Linked DNA regions of Hordeum vulgare: region 1 is linked to region 2. A link is a contact called in public Hi-C data. All regions are on one chromosome and are shown on one strand. The core of a region is the stretch at or near the end of the contact, and the rest is flanking DNA. Distances in the headings are between cores, read along the strand shown.

Region 1 (5,836 bases), core at 395-2,894, 830 kb before region 2:
TCCAACGCGGGCAGGGGCGTCGCCAACTTCTCCCTTCTGAGGCATGATGGAGAGAACAAGGCAAAGACGACGCGGTGAGTGGAGGACAGGGAGAAGAACCAGCGGAGGAATGAATAGGGGACGGAGACAAATGGCAGATTCAGATCAGGAGATACAACGCAGGTGGAATCGGCTCTCCGTCTTAAAGGCTCGGCCCGCACGTGAATGGGGCCCGCGACAGTTCGGGCCGCCTCCAAGGCTTCGCCAAGAAGCCAACCTGAGCACGCCTTAGGCCTGGGGGCTACTGTCGGCGTTCTGGGAACCGGGGTATCCAGACCTACCTGCCTGCGGCCCAACGCTGGCCCATTTCATTAGCCCAAGATCGGCAAGGAGCAGCCCCACCTTGAACTAGGCCCTTGTGAGGGGCCAAACCTCACGAGGAGGAGCATCGTCAGGACCCACAAGGGGCATCCTCAAAACCCCTCCAGAGCGGCGGATATTCCGAGGCTGCGCCGGGCCTCGGGAGTCAAGGGTGACGACAGGAAAGGATAGGCAAGCAGCAGATGGCACTACAGAATAGTTTCCCCTTCGGGGCAAAGGAGGCGGGGGCGTACAGGTTTTCCAAAGTCATCTCCCAAAGGTTTCCCTTCCCGTGCAACAAAGCTGCAGCCTACCACCAGTAGGGCAAACGTCATCCACGGGCCCGTCTCTGCGGCGCGGGCAGTTACTTTTCAGGCGAAGACCACATTTGGGCAGGGGAGCATGTTCCCCTGTTCCCCTTCAAAATTGGCCGCCGTGGGATCCCTTCCCACCGAAACTATGAGGGAAGAGGACCCGGGCCTCCGCTATAAATAGAGAACGTAGGGTACTTGACGAGGTGACGAAACCCTAGAACAACACACTTAACCGCTTGGCCTCCGGAGGGACGAAAGCACTGTATTATCTCGTCCATCAACCTCCGTGAGAGGCAATCTATCAAAGAAGGAATAGGGTTTTACGCTTCGCAGTGGCCTGAACCTTGATAAACTGCTGTGTTCTGAGTTCTCCTCATCTTCAAGTGAGATTTTCACCGTTCCCATCGAGTAGAGTCTAGGCGAGACGAAGCAAGGAGAATCCTATGCACACACCCGTGTGTTCGAATCCTTATGGGTTTTGCGTAGCCCGAAATCCGACACTTCCTTTTATTTTCTTCAGTCTGCTACAATCATCTTATTAAACAGGTTTAATTTTTCCTAATGATTCATTTAGCATGTATATTATTACATAGAGAGTACTTTTGTGTTGGTTTGTAGTGCCTTATTTCTGTGAAATTATTTTACCGGCATTTGTAAATGATGCTTTTCGTTCGTGTCAGTCTGGCCAGCGTCTCGCTCGACGACCGATTTTTCATAAGCCAGACGAACATCTAAAATTGATTGTGAATGTGTCATTACCTCGGCCAGTCGACCTGCGCCCACGCCTCCGCGGTGCCACACCACCGAGCTAACCTCGCTGCCCACACCGTATTTATTTAGCTTCTTCACTTAAATTAAATAAGTGGTGGAGTTTTATAAATATTAGTATTATTATTATCTTTATTTGTTATTGTATTCGGCTCGCACTCTTCCATGCGTGGATGTAATCGACTTAGAGCACGTCACGTTGTCACCTTGGTGTATTGATGTCGCCGACACGTCTCTGTCAACCAAATTGTGTTGTCCCCTCGCCTCGTTCTAGTGCGACGGCATCCCCGGGCCACGACACCTTCATGGAAATTTCAAAGTGCTCATTGAGACTACGTCGAGCCGTCCTATGTGCGCAGGCCATGTTTTCTTGATTATTCACTTCGCAAAATTTAATTATACATTTTTTTCAATTATTACTATTGGTTTTCACTATTTGTGTGCACAGGTGAACCGGCGTTAACATGTCTTTCATCACCACCTCGGTCATCCGAGGTAGTTGACTTTGACTGTGTAACGCGATCACCTCGGCACGCTGACGTCATCGTCTTGCCTTTGTCGATCAAATTGTGTCGTCACCTTGACCGGGGATTTGGCATAGCTTCATCAACCTGCTCCGGGGAGTTCGATGTCACCAGCGGACCACCTTCGTCATGTTAGCTGGACCGGGGGTTTCACTTCTACACATCGGTTGTGCCGCATCACAACTTCGTAAAGTCAAGCTCTTCGTTCGGGCACCTCGGTGCTCAGGCTATATTTTTTTCTAAATATTTACTTCTCTTAAGTTCAGTAAGTAGAGGATTTTATTATTATTTGACATTACCTTTGGCTTGCACTATTTCATGTGCACACGTGATCGGCTCTGACTGTGTTAGACAGTCACCTCGGCACGCCGACCCCATCGTCACGCCTTCGTCAACCGAATTCGATCGTCGACATGGTCGACTAACGTGGGGGCTTCGCCATCACACTGCCGAACTACTCTGTTTCATTGGTTGTACACGGGGTTTTGCCTCGGACCTTCCAAAGTGTTGTGTTGTCACTTCATCATGCCTAGCTCTTCGTCGCCTACCTCGTAACCGGCTTCGAGGTTGTGACCTTGACCCGCCAAAAGCTCGACCCTCGTCATCAACATCGAGCATATTAACCAGCTAAGTCCCTTTCATGCTCAACTTTTTTTAATTTTTTATTTCTATGTGGTTCAACCAACCATAATATAAGTGTTAAGCAAATAAGTTGTTTGTCAAAAACTTAGCTTGTTAAGAGCATTGTTTATTACAAACACTTCCTTGACCCATGTCACCTGGGGGCTCTTAAAAATTTATGTCAACCATTTTATAATAAATATTCTCTTTTAGGTCATTGCAAAGTCTTTTCTACCACTCCTTTTATCGACTCGAGTGTGTGGTCGATAGCCAGATTGCTTGGTTACTTTCTAAAGTCGGTCGGTTTTAGTTCACTAAACCGGCCTTCGAGAAACACTCTCCCTTCGGGATATGGAATTTGAAGCCGAAGGCTGACCCACTTGAAATATTGAGATTGGATGTGTCCTGTTAAAGCACGGCGGAAGCACAAACTAATTATAAGACCAATTTTCGGATTGGTACCAAGAAACTGCATTTAGTTCAGACGTAAAGCTTTTGCTAAATGTTTTTCATTTTCCGTGCTTTAGACACCATTAAACTACTTTTAAGTTTTTCTTTCAAGAGGCGGAGCATCCTCATGACAGAGGTGCCCTGCGTAATAATTCAGCTAGGGAGATCTTTTCTGACATGCAGCCCGACATATTTCTACCGCTCTAGACCTTGGCGTTGGTGAAACGCTCATGACATCTGGACTAGTTCCTGAGAGATTCGATCCCCACGTTGGTCGACCGCACCCAACCTGAGTCTGGGGATACTATGTGTCCCCATCGTACCTCTCGTAATACAACGTCACATGCCTTTAAAACATCGACAAAATGAACAAGGGACTGTGTCTCGAGCCAAACCCACCAAGGGCCAAGGTACTCCGAGGAGTCCTCGGCAAAACGTTCTCGAATATTGCTTTATATGCATCAGTTTCGAATTGTGTCTTATGTCAATAGTTGTGTTGCCTGGCTCCTATGATTGCCTCCTACAATCTTCTTCTTCGGCTAGGTGTGCAAAGGGAGAACCACTGCGATTGTACTTCCAGTTTAACTTGTGAAGTACCTAAGTGGAGAAAGCCGAAACTGAATGTCTCAATGAGCGCAATGTTGGTTAGTAATCCGATGACTCTATCAAACTATGGACCAATATAGGTTATCCCGTAGACCTTTCATGAAAATTGGCCAAAGTGTTAATGGTTTGTCCTCGGCTGACGCCAAACACTAACCGGGGGCTAGTCACTGGCCTCCCAAACTTTAAGCTCATAAGACTAAGTGAAAGTTATAAAGCCTAGATATCTGATTGCCTTGTTTTCGCCAACACAACCGCCTTTGGGAACCGAGACGTCGGCTAAGGGTTGTCTTATTAGTACAGAAATACCTTGTGTGGTATCTACAAATGGATGGAAGCCGTTGATGGGCCACTTTCAGATTATAAACGGTCGCAATGGAGCCAAAATATCATACGACATAAAGCATTTGTATTCAATATACGAGTGCTGACTTCCGTGATCATCGTTATAAAGCCATAAATATGCATCAATGGACTTAAGATTTTAGCCAAGCTGGGTTGTCTGGCTCCTGTGCTTACCCCCTATATTCCCAATTGTTCGGCTAGGGGGTAAAGGGAGTACGTGTGCGATTGTTACTTCCGGGTCATCCGGGTTAGTACCTTAGACTAGGTGAAGCCGAAAGCTAGTAATCTTAAGAATATAATTGGTGGCAACAACGAAAGTGAAAGTTTTGGATCATTAAAGGCCATAGAGTTCGGGGACATTCCTCAAACTAAATAAGTAATCTCTCCACGTACCTTTGTTTATAAAAATCATATGGCCAGATTGCCTTGTTTGCCATAACTCTTTGCCCTTATAAAGGCTTTATAAAGTAGGGCAAACACTCCTCAGTTACTGGTCGAGGAGGTTGAAGCCGATGGCCGGTCAACAAAGTCCTATACAATGCGGATCCCAGCATTCATGATGTAAAGTAATTGGATACATAGAACCATTACACATAAATCATGTCAAAGTTTGTGTAAAAAAAATATCGATTCTTAATTCGACCACTCGTGCCCAAATTAAGGCTCGGGGCCAACTACATTGCTTATTCAATGCAGCAAATTCAAAGTGCAATACGATTCCACTTCGGTGTTGTCAAAACACACTTAGTATATGAAATAATTCCTAAGGAGATACGATCCTAGGCTCGGTCATGTTGCCCAACCCAAGCCTCGGGGGCTACTGGTTATACAACTCGTCAGATAATAAATTACACCAACCAAAAATCTTTTCGGACCCACAATTCATCATCTTTCCTGCTGATCTGCACCTTGGCATTGTTTAAACGTACACAACAAGTGCAATATGGTTTTCGAGGAGATATGATCCATAGGTTAGTCGTCCGCACCCACCCTAAGTCTCGAGGGCTACTGCACACCGTGTTTTAATTCCTAAAGTTTGCTACCGAGCAAGGAATTGATCCTCAGGACGATTTTGCGAGTCGACCTCACTCTCGGGGGCTACGAGGATCAACGGTTTTATATTTATCCTTCGGGTGCATGTTGGGTTTTAGACTGGCAAACACCATGAGGGCTACTGGCTATACATATCGATAGTAAATAAATTATACCAATCAGCAATTAATTCCGCACAGATCAGCCCATGGCTGAGGTGGTGGACTACCTCGGAAGCAATTCGACATAAAGCTGGAGCACAAGTGGCTGACTTCATAGAGGGCATTTCCAGCATTGAGTTTACAAACCGAGGTAATCTATGACACCTCGGATGTTGATCAGCGTTGGAGCTCGACAATAAAAAGACACCTTGAATGCAGTCCGACATTGGAGCTCGGACGCAAGAGGATACCTCGGATGTAGTTCGATGTTGGAGCTTGGATGCAAGAGGATATTGCCACGCGAGAAACACTTCAGACCCGAGTTTTGGCATAAAAATGATGAGGTATTAATAAAGGCTGGTAACTTATAGGGGCTCCTCGGATGCCCGACGTGTGAACTCTTCGGATATACTTTGGCAACACTCAAGATCTAGGATGGGAAGATTTGTTGAACCAGTTTTCAAGATCGGCGGCCGAAGATGAAGAACAGTTTGGAAGAACGGAGGAGCATCCCCGACTTGAAGACCGGTTCAGGGGGCTACTGATGGTGTCCTGGACTAGGGGTACTCACCATGTCGTCTCCCGACCAGTGGGTCGAGCCGAGGACCCCCATGATGATTCACTCATGGGCCACTTCGAGCAGCCCATGACGCATACAAGGGAGATTCCATAAGACTTG
Region 2 (6,699 bases), core at 3,534-6,033:
GAGTCCAAAACAAGGGCAAAAGAGTTTGGAAAAGTAGATACGATGGAGAACTCAATCATCACCACCATCGGAGCACCGTCATGCTGCCGGAGAACTCATCCACTTCTCCGTCTTGCTAGCTGGATCAAGAAGGACAAGATCATCGTCGAGTTGTACGTGTGCTGAACGCGGAGGTGTCCTCCGTTCGGCACTAGATCGGAACGGATCATGGGACGCCTCGCGGGACGGTTCGAGGGACGTGAAGACGTTCCACTACATCAACCGCGTTTCTTAAGACTTCTCGATGTGCGATCTACAAGGGTACGTAGATCTAATCTCCACTCGTAGATGGACATCACCATGATAGGTCTTCGTGTGCGTAGGAATTTTTTTGTTTCCCATGCAACGTTCCCCATCACGGCGGGGGGCGGCGGCGGTCGGGCGGGAAGCGGGCGGGCAGACGCGGGCAAGTGGGCGGGAAGGGAAGACGGCAGAGCTCGTGGAAGCGTTCCCATGAGGGCATGCCGCCCTCGTCCTGCTCGAGGGCGTAATACGTCTGTGCGGCGCCTCGGAGGTGATATGAGGCTAGCCAAGTGCGGTCCGATGCGAGCGTGCGTCTCCCCTGGAAGAACTGCTCACACTGATTGAGCCAGTTGTGGGGGTCCTCTGTACCGTCGTAGGTGGCGAAGTCAATCTTGGCGAAGCGCGGCGTTGTTTGAGTAAGACAGCCATGTCCGTACGGCTCGGCGGTGCGGAGCAGCGAGGGTGACGACGTCGGGTCGATGGTCACCGGGGGTCCCCCGTGGAAAGGCGGCCCGTCACGGCTGGCATAGGGGCCCGCAGAGCTTGAGGGCCCCCCGTACTGCACAACGGTCGACGGCTGCTCCGACGCCATCATGTAGACCGGCGGCGGAACGGACCCGGCCAACCAAGCCGGAAGTGGGGGCGGTGAGGACGAGAACCAGACCTGGTGGATCGGGACGCCTGCTGGTGTTGTGGACGGTGGCCCGGAGCTGAACTGCGGTGGCCCCGGCAGCTGCAGCGGCTGCTGGAAGGGGGCGGCCGACGCCGCAAGTGCTTGGGTCGGCCAGGGCGACCAAGGCGGAGTGGTGGCGTGTGGGGGCGGCAGCTGAAGGGGCCCGACGAGCGCGGTGCCCGGTGTTGGTGGCTGCTGCCATGGAAGCAGCCCGGTGGCGGGGGCCGGTAGCGCCGTCGGTGGCGGACCGTAGGGACTGGCCAGATACAGGCGGATCCCCTGGACCGCGGTGTCGAGGTCGCGCAGGGCCCCTGTGACCTCCGGGGTGTAGATGATAGGGGCCGGGGCTGCAGTGATAGCCGGCGCGGCGGTGGCGGCCGCCGTACCCACCGGTGCGGTGGAGATGGCCTGCAGCAGGGCGGTGGTGACAATCTGGACGATGGAGGCGGGTGGGATGGCGGTGACGGTCGACGAGGACGACATGATCGGCCTGGAGTGTCTAGATACCAAATTGGTAGGAATAGCTAGGGTTCTACCGGGTCTAGGCGGAGGTTGTAGGGGATGAAGCGGGGTTGGCGAGGGCTGGAGCGGGGCGACGTTGCGCGCGAGAGGGAAGTGTTGGCGGTGGTAGGCGGCGGCGCAACTAGGGTTCCGGCTCCTCTGGGAGCCGGGCAATAGAGTTATGAATATATTGCTTAATTCCAAAAGAGTTGTTTACATCGGTTTATATAATCTCACGGCTAACTAGGATAACTTGGAAACTAAGATAACTTGGGCTAAGACCGTAACTAATCCTGTCCATTGGGCCTCCTCTTTTGGTACGTAGTACCGGTCATAACAGTACAGCAGCGGGCTTATGTGCCACCCGCGTCGCCGCTGGTCAGGGAGGTCCTGTCTGCAGCCCACGATGCGGGCCATGACGGTATTCAGAAGTCGCTTCATCATCTTCGTCGGGATTTCTGTGTGCCGCAAGCAAGGGCAGCACTTCAGCAGTATATTCGTGCTTGTCAGGTTTGTCAACGCAACAAGACGGAGCAGCTTCATCCAGCCGGCTTGTTGCAGCCCGTGACAGTTCCATCTCGTATCTGGGAAGACATCTCCATGGATTTCATTGAGGCACTTCCTAAGGTGGGCGGCAAGAGTGTGATCCTGACCGACGTGGACTGTTTCTCCAAGTATGCACATTTCATGCCCTTGGTGTATCCGTACACCGCTGAGTCTGTTGCTAAAGCCTTCTTCTCCAACATTGTCCGACTTCATGGGTTTCCAACTTCCATCGTTTCGGACCGGGATGTGGTTTTCACTTCGGGCTTTTGGAAGGCTCTGTTTGCCGCCGCAGGGACGCGGTTGCACATGAGTTTGACCTTTCATCCACAGTCTGATGGACAATCGGAGGCCGTGAATCGCGTCATCACTATGTACCTGGGTTGCATAACAGGGGATCGCCCACGACAGTGGCTACAATGGTTACCTTGGGCAGAGTACTGCTACAACACTTCGTACCATTCAGCATTGAAGGATACTCCTTTCAGGGTGGTTTATGGACGGAATCCCCCTCACTCCGGGACCATATGCCGGGCGAAATTCGCAATCAGGGAGTGGAACGACAGCTCGTCGACCGCGATCAGTTCTTACTTGACATCCTTGAGCGTCTCCTTCAGGCAACACAACAGTACAAACATTACTATTTTGATAAGCATCGGGCCATTTCTTTTGATAATGGTGAGCGGGTTTGGCTACGTCTTCAGCACCGACCGGCTGCATTCCTTGGAGTAGGCGCTCAAGGGAAGTTGGCTCCCAAATATTATGGGCCTTTCAAAGTCCTCGCTAAAATTGATACGGTTGCTTACCATTTCGAGCTACCCCAGCCCGCATTCACAATGTCTTCCATGTCGAGTTCCTGAAGAAATACCATGGTGAGCCACCGGAAGTTCCGCCGATGCTTCCCCCGCTGTTTGAAGGCTGAGTACATCCAACACCTGTCCAAGCATTGCCTGCTCGTATTGCTCGCGGCGTTCAACAGGTGCTGATTCAACGGGAGGGCCAGCCGGCGTCTGCTGCACCATGGGAGGACGTCACCACCTTCTGTGATCGTTATCCGGGTTTCCAATGGAGGGGGAGATGTCATGTGGGGTCAGCCCTATAGGCGCAAGGCAGGCCCCATGCGGTCTGGGCCTGCACCGGCCTAAACTATGGCCTAGTTTAATTATAGAAGTTGTGTTAGATTAGGAGTCTGGGTTAGTTGGAAAGGTTTAGTCCCGTAGAAGTTTACCCTACCAACTTCCAGTTAGAGTAGGAGTCTAGTCTTGTAATCAAGCTTTACATAGCGAGCCTTTGGATCAATAAAATTACATAGAAACAATCTAATCTCTCACCCCTATGCTCCTGCGCCCCGGCGCCTCTCCTCACCCCCTTCTCCAGCGATAGGCCGGCGAGGAATTTGCCCTCGGCCTCCCGTCTCTCAGGACTACAACCTCCGCTCCAACCCATCATCCCGTGACATTCTGGCATAACCTTCGATTGGCTACAAGATGCAGCGCAGAAGCATGATATGAATGTGTGCCAACTCAATTTGTTACTTGCATCTCAATTTTCATTGCGTGTGGAGGATAAATACTAATACTATCTCCTTTAATATTTTGGCTATCCCTCACACTATGAATGACGCTACTGGGGCGAAGGAGGACATCCAGCTCATGAGGCGGCTTCACATGGTCGCCGTTATCCATTTCCTGGATTGTCATGAGGTGCTCGTGTAGCAGTACAAGAGGGACTATGAGGAATCGCAGAAGTACAAGGAATGGAGGTTCATATTTGCGAAGGCAAATATTATACATGAGAATTGGTATTAAATAAAAAAAGTCAATGATGTGCAAAAATGCTATTATGGAGATGTAAATTGTGATCCATGTCTTTGTACATAGCAGTCATCTCTAAGTCTCAGTTTGTTGGTTGCACCATCTTACTTTCATGCCATAATTTACCCTTCTGTTTTCTGTGAAGAGACAAAATTATGTTCATTTGTTTGGGAACCATTTTTTGTTCATAGCTGGTTGGTTCAAGATTTTTTTTTTTAAACTTCAAGTGCTTGCTGTAATTTCCATTGATACCTTGTGTAGTTGTGATGTGTTTAATGACGAAAACAAGTGTAGGGGCATATCTTTATGAAACAATAAATACATTAGACCTTATTTGGTTGTGTATACTTTCTTGACATCAGAAGCACTTGTTCCAGAAAAAAGATAGCACTTACGGCACCACATGGCGTATGCTGTATGTGCACGCTTGCAATTGAAAGATTTTCTAAAGTTTTATCCGGTTCTAATTGCAATATTTTTGTTAACAATGTATGCACTGAACCTGAATTAAGAACTTGACTTTCATTTAGCTTGTTGATAGTGGTTTCCATTTCAACCTGAGCATCTTCAAAATATGTTCATTTCTGATGTTCTTTTTAATATTGATTAGTTACACATACAGATGCATATAGAGAGTATTATCATACAATATGTTAAATATTATGTTTTACTCCCTCTGTTTCTAAATATAAGTCTTTTAAGAGATTTCACTAAATCTCTAGTACGAAGCAAAATGAATAAATCTATATTTTTAAATATGTCTATATACATCTCTAAAAAGACTTATATTTAAAAATAAAAAGAGTATGTGTTTATAATAAAGATGTACATTGCACATGTAAGCTTACTAGTAGCAGAAAAGAATTCCAAATGCGTGGGTGTCGCATAAGAAAATCTTGCGACGGGTGTCGCAGAAGAAAATCTCGGCACTGTGTGTGTGGCCTCGATCCATCTCAGTTCTCACACCCAAGTCCTCTTGGCGCCACGCCTCACAGCCAAAGATGAGCCACAGAACCGTCGTCTCCTCCTCCCGGCTTCCAACTCCTCACCGCAAAGATTCAATTCGCAGAGGAACAGAGAGCTCAAAGCTACCAGCTAGCTAGCTAGCTGAAATGGCTCTCGCCCACCAGATCACCAACCAGCCGCTTCTGTCCTTCCCGCCCTGCCTCCCAAGAACTAACGGCAGCAATTTGCGGACGGCGACGACGCAGTTTCTTGGTCACAGCTGCTGCTTGAAGCTTCGGGATACGGCGAGGAGCTGCGTCGTAGTCTGCGCGTCTTCATCGGCACAGGCAGAACCCAAGTCCGGCGGTGGGGACGGGGATGGAGGCCAAGAGCCGTACGAGGAGTACGAGGTGGAGATCCTGAAGCCATACGGGCTCAAGTTCGCCAAGGGCCGCGACGGCGGCACCTACATCGAGGCCATCTTCCCCGGCTCCTCCGCCGAGCAGACCGGCAAGTTCACCGTCGGTGACAAGGTTATCGCCACCAGGTCAGTCCGCTTAGATGATCCTCTCACACCAGCCAACCCACAACAATTTCAGAATGACCGCCAGATCAAGATTTCTTCCGTGTTGCTAACCGATGGCAAATTCACAGTGCCGTCTTTGGAGAGGAAATCTGGCCGGCGGCAGGGTACGGCCAGACCATGTACTGCATCCGTCAGAGAGTTGGCCCTCTCTACATGAAGATGCAGAAGAAATTTGGTAAGAACAGTTAGTACTGTATTTACCTGCTTCATTGTGAGTCTTTACATGACAGATACGATGGTGAATTCATCAGTTCAGAATTTGACTTATAACATTAACCGAGTCCAGGGAAATGGGATGGTGTTGCTGAGCTCTCGGACAAGGAGGTCATCAGGGCTGAAAGGAACACGGGAAACGTCAGCACTAAACTCAGAGAGATTCAGGTAAGTAATAGGATCATACTTTACTCTCTTTTTTTGTTAGCCTGGACTTCTGACTATGCTCTGTACTACTAAGAGGAACAACTATCTGGTTGAGTAACACACACTAGTGAAACACGTACCCACGAGCAGAGGAGGACACATGGGCATACTATGAGCTGATATGCTCTGTACTACTTCTTCTTTTTCGCGAATACGCAAAGATTACCTATCATTGCATTGATAGGAGAGGTGAAAAAGTATAGTTTTCGGTTACACACGCGTACACAGGCCGGCGCGGGTCCAAAGAACCGGAGTAGTGAGAGGTAGGGGCTGCTCGTCCCCAATATATCAAAAGGGTTCTATCTCTCCCGCGGTGGATGGCTAAAGGTGATCGAAGATACAATCGTTCCTATGCTTTCAGATCGCCCATGCAGTGAGTGCGATGATGGAGTGGGCGTTAGGGGATGTGGAACATGCAGTGGTCCACCATTCCGCGAACGGTGTGTCCGTGTTCGGGATCGTAGCAATCGAGCGACACCATGAGAGGACCTCGTGCCATACGTGTCGCAAGAACGGACAAGCAACGAAGAGGTGATGTATGTCTTCGGTAGCCTGGTCGCAGAGTGCACACCTGTCGTTGTGTGGTAGCCCACGTCGAGCGAGACGGTCCGCCGTCCAACAACGATCCTGCAAGGCAAGCCACGTGAAAACCTTGATGCGTAGGGGGGCAGGTCTTCCATGTTAACTTGCAAGACGCATCGAGCGTAGAGCCGTGGAAGAGGGCCAGATAACAGGATTTGGCCGAGTAGATGCCGAACCCCGTCCACCTCCAGCGCATCTCGTCCGGGCCAGCCTCAAGAGTTTTGTACCGCACTGGAGTTCAACGTACTGCACAAAGGCCGGGGGGCCAGGGGGCCAGTAATATCGAGCACCCAAGTGCGTCCAGGTAGCCGCTCTCCACTATTTGGTCCGGACGGCTGCGTTTAGGGACCAAC

Evidence for each region. Hi-C and Micro-C count contacts between places; a contact is called where the count stands out from the background.
Region 1: a contact with region 2 is called in a Hi-C map of leaf, with 4 times the contacts expected there. The contact joins the enhancer-like site here to the promoter of LOC123426225 in region 2.

The regions. Positions count from the first base shown.
Region 1 is chr2H:343,792,574-343,798,409 of MorexV3_pseudomolecules_assembly, reverse strand. No RefSeq gene overlaps it. Among protein-coding and RNA genes, the nearest start is that of LOC123430065, 100 kb to the right of the region's middle. Within about 2 kb of position 1,644, at least 1 of the 3 cell types and tissues checked has open chromatin away from gene starts, as enhancers often do. A contact at or near this core is called in leaf, where this site is marked.
Region 2 is chr2H:342,967,148-342,973,846 of MorexV3_pseudomolecules_assembly, reverse strand. LOC123426225 (protein MET1, chloroplastic) reads left to right here and starts at 4,783. Exons shown (of 7, transcript XM_045110012.1): 1 at 4,783-5,305; 2 at 5,413-5,519; 3 at 5,631-5,725. The coding sequence starts at 4,926.